2 separate regions of the Rattus norvegicus genome follow, and region 1 is linked to region 2. A link is a contact called in public Hi-C data. All regions are on one chromosome and are shown on one strand. The core of a region is the stretch at or near the end of the contact, and the rest is flanking DNA. Distances in the headings are between cores, read along the strand shown.

The links. Hi-C and Micro-C count contacts between places; a contact is called where the count stands out from the background.
Region 1: a Hi-C map of frontal cortex shows a contact between it and region 2, with 2.1 times the contacts expected there. The contact joins the enhancer-like site here to the promoter of Anks1b in region 2. A contact is called at or near these places in 3 of 12 Hi-C or Micro-C datasets (the A7r5 cell line, frontal cortex and prefrontal cortex).

What each region holds. Positions count from the first base shown.
Region 1 is chr7:26,378,600-26,382,928 of GRCr8, forward strand. The region is part of intron 1 of Anks1b (ankyrin repeat and sterile alpha motif domain containing 1B); the gene reads left to right. Among named protein-coding and RNA genes, the nearest start is that of Anks1b, 180 kb to the left of the region's middle. Within about 2 kb of position 2,257, at least 3 of the 93 cell types and tissues checked have an H3K27ac peak or open chromatin away from gene starts, as enhancers often do.
Region 2 is chr7:26,199,178-26,203,644 of GRCr8, forward strand. It overlaps Anks1b (ankyrin repeat and sterile alpha motif domain containing 1B), which reads left to right and starts at 1,472. Exons shown (of 27, transcript NM_001414940.1): 1 at 1,472-2,395. The coding sequence starts at 2,262.

The DNA of each region.
Region 1 (4,329 bases), core at 1,007-3,506, 180 kb after region 2:
TTAAGAAATTGGGACTCAGTCAAATAGATATTTTATTTTGTTAAAGAAATCCAATATTTTAAGTTACTTTTGGTAATCATTTTATGTTCCCTGTATCAGTTTAATTCTGTCGAGTAGAGCTGCTTTTTAAAAAAATTTTTTTTTATTAACTTGAGTATTTCTTATTTACATTTCGAATGTTATTCCCTTTCCCGGTTTCTGGGCCAACATCCCCCGAATCCCTCCCCCTCCCCTTCTTTATGGGTGTTCCCCTCCCCATCCTCCCCCCATTGCCGCCCTCCCCCCAACAATCATGTTCACTGGGGGTTCAGTCTTAGCAGGACCCAGGGCTTCCCCTTCCACTGGTGCTCTTACTAGGATATTCATTGCTACACTATGAGGTCAGAGTCCAGGGTCAGTCCATGTATAGTCTTTAGGTAGTGGCTTAGTCCCTGGAAGCTCTGGTTGCTTGGCATTGTTGTTCATATGGGGTCTTGAGCCCCTTCAAGCTCTTCCAGTCCTTTCTCTGACTCCTTCAACGGGGGTCCTATTCTCAGTTCAGTGGTTTGCTGCTGGCATTCGCCTCTGTATTTGCTGTATTCTGGCTGTGTCTCTCAGGAGAGATCTACATCCGGCTCCTGTCGGCCGAGCAGAGCTTCTTGAATCTCTTCTGTTTGCTTCTTCTTTATGCTTGCGAATACTTATGAGACGCAAAGTACGTAGAATAGGTATACAAATTATACACTGATACCAAGTCATAATGACATTTATCTGAATATAATTATGTACATATATGTATGTATATGTAATGTAGACATAATAATTTTGTTATTTATCAAGACCTAAAGCAAATTTCATACTAGTGGGAAGGATGTGGTTTTCTTTTATATGAAGGATTAAAATTAGGCTGAATATTGGTACTGTACAATTTGAACCTCTTTAGCATTTTTTTTGGAGTTGATTGATATTTTGATTTTTATAATCATCAGTGAGTTATTGCCACTTTACAGAAATGCATAGTTCAGAAAGGAAGTGCATTTAGGGCCATTTCAGAAAAAATTTGGAAATTCTCTCCTAATTCCAAATTAAAAATAACGAATTTTTAAAAGGAGATTAGCCGGCAACCTAAATTTCAAAAATCAAACATTTCAATATAATACAGTTCAGATATTTACTAATTTAATACATTTGTGCTGAGGAAGTAAGGTAGGGAAATACGTAAGTTTTTGTCTTCTGTAATCAAACCATTCTGTGTCTATAATAGCAGAAAACTTCGTAGGTTCTGTAAAAACACTGCGCATCTCACACTCTGAGTCTGAACCAAAGTATTTCAGATAGCACTTGCTGTCACGTGTGACTTGAGAGCTCGCGTTGTCATGTGTGGCGTGAGCATGCGCAGTGAAAGTACACGTTGTTTGTTCAGAACTAAGTCAAGTCTTGAAATGCATCATGGGGCGGTGCTACCAGAAACACTTGGAAATCATTGTATATTGTTTTTTAATTAATTTTTGGTTGCCGAACATTCAGAAACCTTTTACTCTCACCATCCCCCCCCCATCTCCCTTTATTCAGTTGTGTGCTCCCATATGAGGTTATAGCCTATCATTGAAGACGCTGTGTTAAACCGATCCTAGTGGCACGCATCTTTAATCCCAGTACTCAGGAGGCAGAGGCAAGGGAATCTATGTGAGTTTGAGGCTGGCCTGGTCCACATAGTGTATTCCAGAACAGACAGAGCTACTTAGTGAGACCTGATCAACCAAAATAAGAACAAATAAAAAGAAGAGAGAAAAATAAATGGAGGGATAGGGCTTGTAAAATGTAAGTATCAATATATCTGTATGATATATACTGTAAAGAGGAATTTATTGGATTATCTTATACTGTAAGGGCTGGAGTGTTCAACAGTGGCTTTCTGTAGGCTAGAAGAGCAGAGAATCTGGTAGCTTTTCAGTCCAAGAAGTGAACGGCTTAGTAGTCCCAGTCTGAAAGTCTGGGAGTTCACTGGGGAGTTGCTGGTCCTTATCAGCGAGCCGGAGAAGCTGGAGTCTGACCGCAGTGGAGGATACGTCAGCCGCAGTGGTGTGAGAGACACCCGCTCAGGAGGAAGTGAAGGAGGCATACCCATGCTCTTTTACCCTGGGATTTCTACTTCTGGGCTGTCCACTTCGAGGGTGGATCTTAACTCCGTTCAGTTAACCCTGTCTGGAAATGCTGTCACAGGGCGTGATGGTGTGTCTCCTGGTGGATGTCGGAAACCAATCACATCAGTGTAACCGTCGATTTTTTTCTTTCCCTCTGTCCCCAATAATAACATTGAGCTGCCCTGCATTACATAATATGAAAGTCTGTGTCCTCATTAGGCCATCAATCACTTGAAATAGGGCTAGTCGGAGAGCTTATAGGGCTCTCTCTACTACTGACTTATTTCCCCAGCTCCAGAGAAGATCCAGAGAAAGCTGACACACTCTTGTGTTGTTAGGAATGGATTTTCTCCTTAGATTTGTGAAGAAAATAACAATGACCAAGTGGTGGGGGTAGTTGTTTCTTACATCTCATTGGCTATGCATGTGTATATTGGCCCAAGGAATTTGGGATTACATTTAAGGACTATCATCTTCACTATGTAAAAACCAAAGAAATGAAATGATTTTGTGCATGTCCTGGTTCAGTAGAAAGCCCAGGAACCTGGTTACATTCCAACCAAGGGAATGGAGTCTTTTGGAAAGTTTTGATCTCATCATAAGAAAGCATTCATTTCGGGTAACGAATGCTGACCAGAAGATTTTTAAAATATTCGGAAGTGCCATTTTTAGTCTCTATTAGAATAAGATAAAGAATCTGGGTTTAAAAAAAACCCACACATAATGAGATTCTCAAGCCTTTTCTGTACATCTGCTAAAGGTCCTTATCATGACTGAGTAAAGGAGGGATATGTTTTTAAGAAGTTGGAATGAATGGGCTATTGACTCAAGGCATGAGCTTTCCAAAATCAGGGTTTCCTTTTTGAGTTCTTAGTTTGAGGTTTTGGGCCTGGATTATTTATAGCCTTCGAATGTGTAGAGATGTTCTGAGGATATGTGGATGTGTGCCTACAGGCTCTGTCGATAGGTGCAGCTGAATTTAGCTTCCTGGCACATGCGCTAAATTTCTATTCTGAACCTCCTTGTTTATAAGAATGTGTGCCTATATTCATTCTGCGAAGAAGAAGAAGAAGAAGAAGAGGAGGAGGAGGAGGAATAAGAAGAAGCATTCATTAGAAAAATTTCAGCTATTACAATTAATTTTTTGTTGATAATAAAAAATTAAAAACTGAGACACAAGAGGTAAATGGAATTCAGAGGACCTCCACCTTATGTTAGCAATAAATAGCAATACAGGGTTCTGAGGTAGCCTGTCTGAAATCAGGCATTCCCCAAAGACACCACAGCTCTCGAAGTTCCTACAAATAGAGTCATCTCGCCAGCTGCACGCCATTCATGAAACTCAGTCATGTGCCAAGCTAACTCTTTTCTATGTGGTTATCACCTCTCAGAGGTTTTCTTTCAGATGTAAGAATTTTATCTCCCTCTATCAGCTTTCTCAATTTGCCATTTTGTACCCAATAGTTCAGGATATTTCTTTCATCTGTTCTATTAACATCGACTGTTCTCATACACATAAAAATACATAACTAAGCCTTTAAAACAGGAGGGCGAGAGAGACCGCTCTGCAGTTAAGATCACACCCTGTCCTTCCAGAAGTCCTAAGTTCAATTCCCAACATCGACACGACATTGATGTCTCACAACCATCTATAATGGGATCTGATTCCCTCTTCTGGCCTGCAGGAGTGAGTGCATGCAGACAGAGCATTCGTATACATGAAATAATACATGAATAAATAAATCTTTAAAATTAATTCCTTTTCTGGTCACTTTGCAAAACGTGTCAGAGAAACTGTCTCCTTGAAATGTCAGTCGTGTTGTGTCACAAGTGTCGAGTTGACTACAGAAGTAATTCCAAGTTTCTTGGAATGCTACAAGTCTCCTCATAATCTAAAGTGAAGGCACCATGATGGTCATTCTTCACTGGCAGTCTGACCAGACTTGGAATCATCCCACAGGCAAGCCCATGGTGTGTCTATGAGTGTATTTTCAGTCTGTGAGGGAAGATTCACCTTGATGTGATGGCAGCAGCCCACAAGGCAGGGTCCTGACCTGATTGAAAATGGAAAAAAAAATCAGACAAATGCTGACATTGCCTTTCCGTTTCCTAATCTTTGAGATGTGAGCAAGTTCCTGCTACTCCAGCTACAGGCTACTCCTGTGGCCATGCCTTCTGCACCACGGTGGGCTGTACCCAAACTGCT
Region 2 (4,467 bases), core at 222-2,721:
AATGTTTGTAAGAATTAACTTTGGTGTCATTTGCTATTCAATGTTGTCGGGATCTGAATTAAGCCAGTTCTAGGATACAGCTATTAAATTTTTTCCATTTATTATTGATTTATTTTAAGGATTTGTTTCTATGTGTGTGTGTGTGTGCGTGTGTGTGTGTGTGTGTGTGTGCACGCGTGCGTGCATGCACGCGCCGAAGTGTAGGGCCTGTGGAGGCCAGCTGATTTGGATTCCCTATGGCTGGAGTTACACAAAATTGTCAGCCACTTGATATGGGTGCTAGGAACTGAACTCTGATTCTCCGAAAGAGCAGGAGAATACTCTTTAACTGTAGAACTATCTCTCCAACCCTATTATTTATTTATTTATTTATTTATTTATTTATTTATTTATTTATTTATTTATTTATTTAATGGGAGCACACAGGTATGTGTGCACGTGCACATGCATGCGCGTGCGTGCATATGGGGGCCAGAGGACAACTGGTGGGAGCTATTTCCTTTTTCTAAGAGGGCTGAGGAGGTCCTCAGGCTGGGCATAAGCTCTTTTACCTGCTGAGCCATCTTACTAGCTCCCAGGTCTAGTTTGTCAGCCAACGACTGTGTGGCACCTTGTCCTTTTCTGGACCTCTAACTTTAGTTCTAAAGTAATATTTAGTAATGACATCCAGTTCATCGGGTTCTTGTAAACGACGGTCACATCTTTTCCTTCCAATTGACCACAAGCTGTCACAGGAAGTTTCAAAGGAGAATAAGCATTCGTTCTCTAGCACAGGCAAGGAAAACAGCCAACAAAATCAAGGCAGCCATGCACAATGAACTGCTGATGATATATGCAAATCAAAGCAGTTCTCTCATCCATGCCCATTTATATTTTTCCTAGGGTGGATGTGGAAGAATTTCCAATGAGAACCCTTTTTCTGGTGCTTGCACAAGTCAGCAGATCTCCAAAGCCCAAGTAAAATTCAGGCTGATTAAAACCCCTAAACAACCTGCAAAAGTCACAAGGCATTCAGTGGTTCAGACACTAGGATGAAACAAACCTCTTCTGCCTCTTCCAAGGGCGGACATCTCAGACTCTCACCAGGGGCCAAGCAAGAGGATGAAATATCCTTCAAGTCCCCTGCACTGGGACAGAAACAGCAGCAAAAGCGCCCCTTCCCAGCATCAGGTATCTCCATCCTAGTGGAAGATTTCCCCCAAGTAACGCTACTGACTGACTCTGGGCTCCAGGCAGAGAAGGCGCCTCAGCAGCTAGCCCGGTGATCTCCAGTACTCACACAGTTAAACCTCTTCCGAGGAGACGGGAGAAGTGAGCAGAAGCGGGGTGGGGGGTTGGGGGAGAAGAGAGAGGAGGGAGAGGGAGCAAAGAGCGGGGAAGGAGGGAGGAGAGCGGAGGGAGCACGGAGGAGGGAGCAAGGAGGGCCCCGCCCACTGGGCACAGAGCTGCACCCCCCATCCCCGCCCGCCCCACGGCCGGCCCCGGGCCGCACCTGCCGCGCGCACACGCCCCCCGCGCGCCGAGCCTCCGAGCTGCCGCCGCCGCCGCCCTCCGCACGCACCCGCCGCGGCTCGCCCGCACAGCCCGCACAGCCCAGCCTCGGCGCGGGCCGCAGCCACCCCAGCCGCGGCTGCCGCGCTTCTTGCAGCCACGGGCCGCGGCCATCGCCGCCCTGAAAGAGCCGAGCCTGCCGGGCGCAGAACCCAGTAGGGTCCAGGCTGGGCGCTCGTAAGCACGGGCCGCCTCTGCCGTTGTGGTTCGCTACCCTCTAGCTCCCGGGAGGACGCGCTTGACTCGCTCCTCATCAGCCTCAGAGCTCCGTGTTGCTCCTCAGTGCCGGAGCATCCTTCCCTGTGCTCAGCATCCTCCTGTCAGCGCCGGAGCATCCTGCCCAGTGCTTGGCATTCTCTGTGCTCAGCGTCCTCCTCCGAGCTCTGCATCCTCCTTCCGTTCCTCGGCAGCACCCGGGCCCAGTCCCCACCCGCTCGCACCCCACCCGCGGGAAGGAGGCCTCGGGAATGCAGGGGAGTGGCTGTGGGGGCGCGTCGCCGCTCGGCCAGCCCCTCTACCCAAACACGGGCTGCTCCCCATTGTAAAGCTGCTCCGGGAGAAGGAGGACGGCGTGCTGCTCCCTGTGCGGGGCTGCGGGGAATCTCAGCGTCCTTTTAGGGTGGGGCGGGGAGGGCCCTGGCTTTTGGGGAGTGGACCTGGAGGAGGACCGGAGCAGGGAAAGGACTCTGTAGCGGACTCGGTGAGAGACTATGGGGAAGGACCAGGAGCTGCTAGAGGCTGCTCGTACTGGCAATGTGGCTCTGGTCGAGAAACTCCTATCTGGCAGGAAAGGAGGGATCCTGGGTGGTGGATCCGGACCTCTGCCCCTGTCTAATCTGCTAAGGTAAGAATTGGCACCCACTGCGGGCGCGAGGGGTGGTGTTCTGTACACCCCTCGTTAGCATTGTGATGGGTACGTTCTCTCCTTAGGGTATGGCACCTTGGAGATGTCAGCGATTCATTCTTAAATTAGGCAGGAAAACAGACCTTGTGTGTGAAGTGGAGGCAAGAGCCTCCCAGTCAGACTGATGGTTTAGACTCTTGGAGTAATTTTAAAATAGCTTTTTCCATCAATGCGTCAATCAGCTACTTTTCTCCAAGCTGTGGTGCAGAACTTGTACAGGTCCTGATGTTGCTAGAAGAAAATCGGCATGCCCATTACTGTTGGTGTTTGCAGCTGTGAAAGCCCACCCCTACTAGTTGGCTCTTTAAATGAGAAGCTGTTGGATGCTTGCAGTTACCCTGTGACAGCCACAGGCTCCCTGGATTGCTGCTACCTTTTCCTGCAGAAGGCATCAGCGGTGGGTTATGATCCCACAAAAACAAAGCCTGTGGACCTTCCGAGGAGATGTCAATCAGGACTGTGTAAAACTTGATGAGGCAGGTGAGGCAGCTTTAGGCAGGACTTTTAGTTTCCCCGGACACGGCTGAGTGAAACTCAGGCTGCTGGAAGCCACATCCGGCTTGGGAAAGTGTGTGTGGAATACAGCAGAGGCCTTTTAATGTCAACATGTTGCAGGGGAGACAAATATTGCTCAAAGGCTCTTTCTAAGGTGACATTAAAAAAAAAAGTCAAGGTCTTTATTCACCATACATAAGCTAGGGAGAGCCGGGTTGATTTGTGTGTTTGGGAAATTATTAAAAGTTGAATTGTACGAATGAAATCGCCTAGGAGGCAGGAAGCCCGAAGAGCACTCATTAAATGAAATTCAAGGAAATCTCTTCAGTTCTCAAGTTGTATTGCTTAGTTTGTCCTGTGTAGTTTTGGAAGCGTCTGTCATCATGCATAGCTCTATGTTAAAACATCTCTTAGGCAACTTAACGATACCTGTAAAAAAAAATTTAAAAGCTGAAGTGATTTTTTTGCTTAAAAGTATTTTGTACTACTTTTCATAAAAAAAATAAAAAGTACATATGTTTGGTGTGTGTGCGTGCGTGTGTGTGTGTGTGTGTGTGTGTGTGTGTGTGTGTGTGTGTGTGCTGTGTATGCCATCTAGCCCATTCAGAAAACAGAGGACAACTTGTGAGAGTCTGTTTTTTTTTTTTTTCTTCCCTCTATCATGTGGATTCAAGAAGTGATACTCAGGTTCTCAGGTTTGAGAGCAAGCAAACATCGTTATCCACTGAACCTTCCCAATGCTGTGACCCTTTAATACAGTCCCTCCTATTGTGACACCCCAACCATAAATTACTTTTGTTGCTACTTTATAACTGTCATTTTGCTACTGTTACCAATTGCAAGGTAAATATCTATGTTTTCTGGGAGTCTAAGGCAACCCCTGTGAAAGGGTAATTTGACTCTCAAAGAGATCGCAAGCCCTGGGGTTGAGAACTGCTGCTCTGACCTCTTGTGCTGATGTCCCTAAGTGTTTGATACAAACTTTTGCATGAAAATATTGTGTTGTATACACAGTTTCCCATAGGTTGTGGTCAAATGGTGCAATTAATTACACTATTGTCTCTAGGGAAAGGAAAAGGTTGTCTTACAGTGAAATGAACATAACTGAAAAAATGGTGAGTTTAAAGAACCATAGACTATTATATATAATTGGTGACAGTGACATATTGGAATGGTATTTCATTGCAGAACAATGACTGTGTGTAGACACTCTGCCCCCCAGTGGGTCTTAGACTTAGAAAAGATAGTTATTCTGTGTGCCCCATTTTCAAATACAGGTAGGTAATATACATATTTTAGACTACAGTTCTGATGTTTACCTCTAGATACTTTATAGAAAAAGTCAGCTACAGTTTTAAGTGATAAGTGAACCAGGTGTGTTTGCAAAAGTATCAATGCATAAGTGTAAAAATGATTCTGGCTGTGTGCTAAAACCAGTTCCTTAAAGATTAAAAATTAATATTCTTAGAAAATAAAGAATTCATTAGCAATGAGAGATTTAGTTAATTTCATTGACA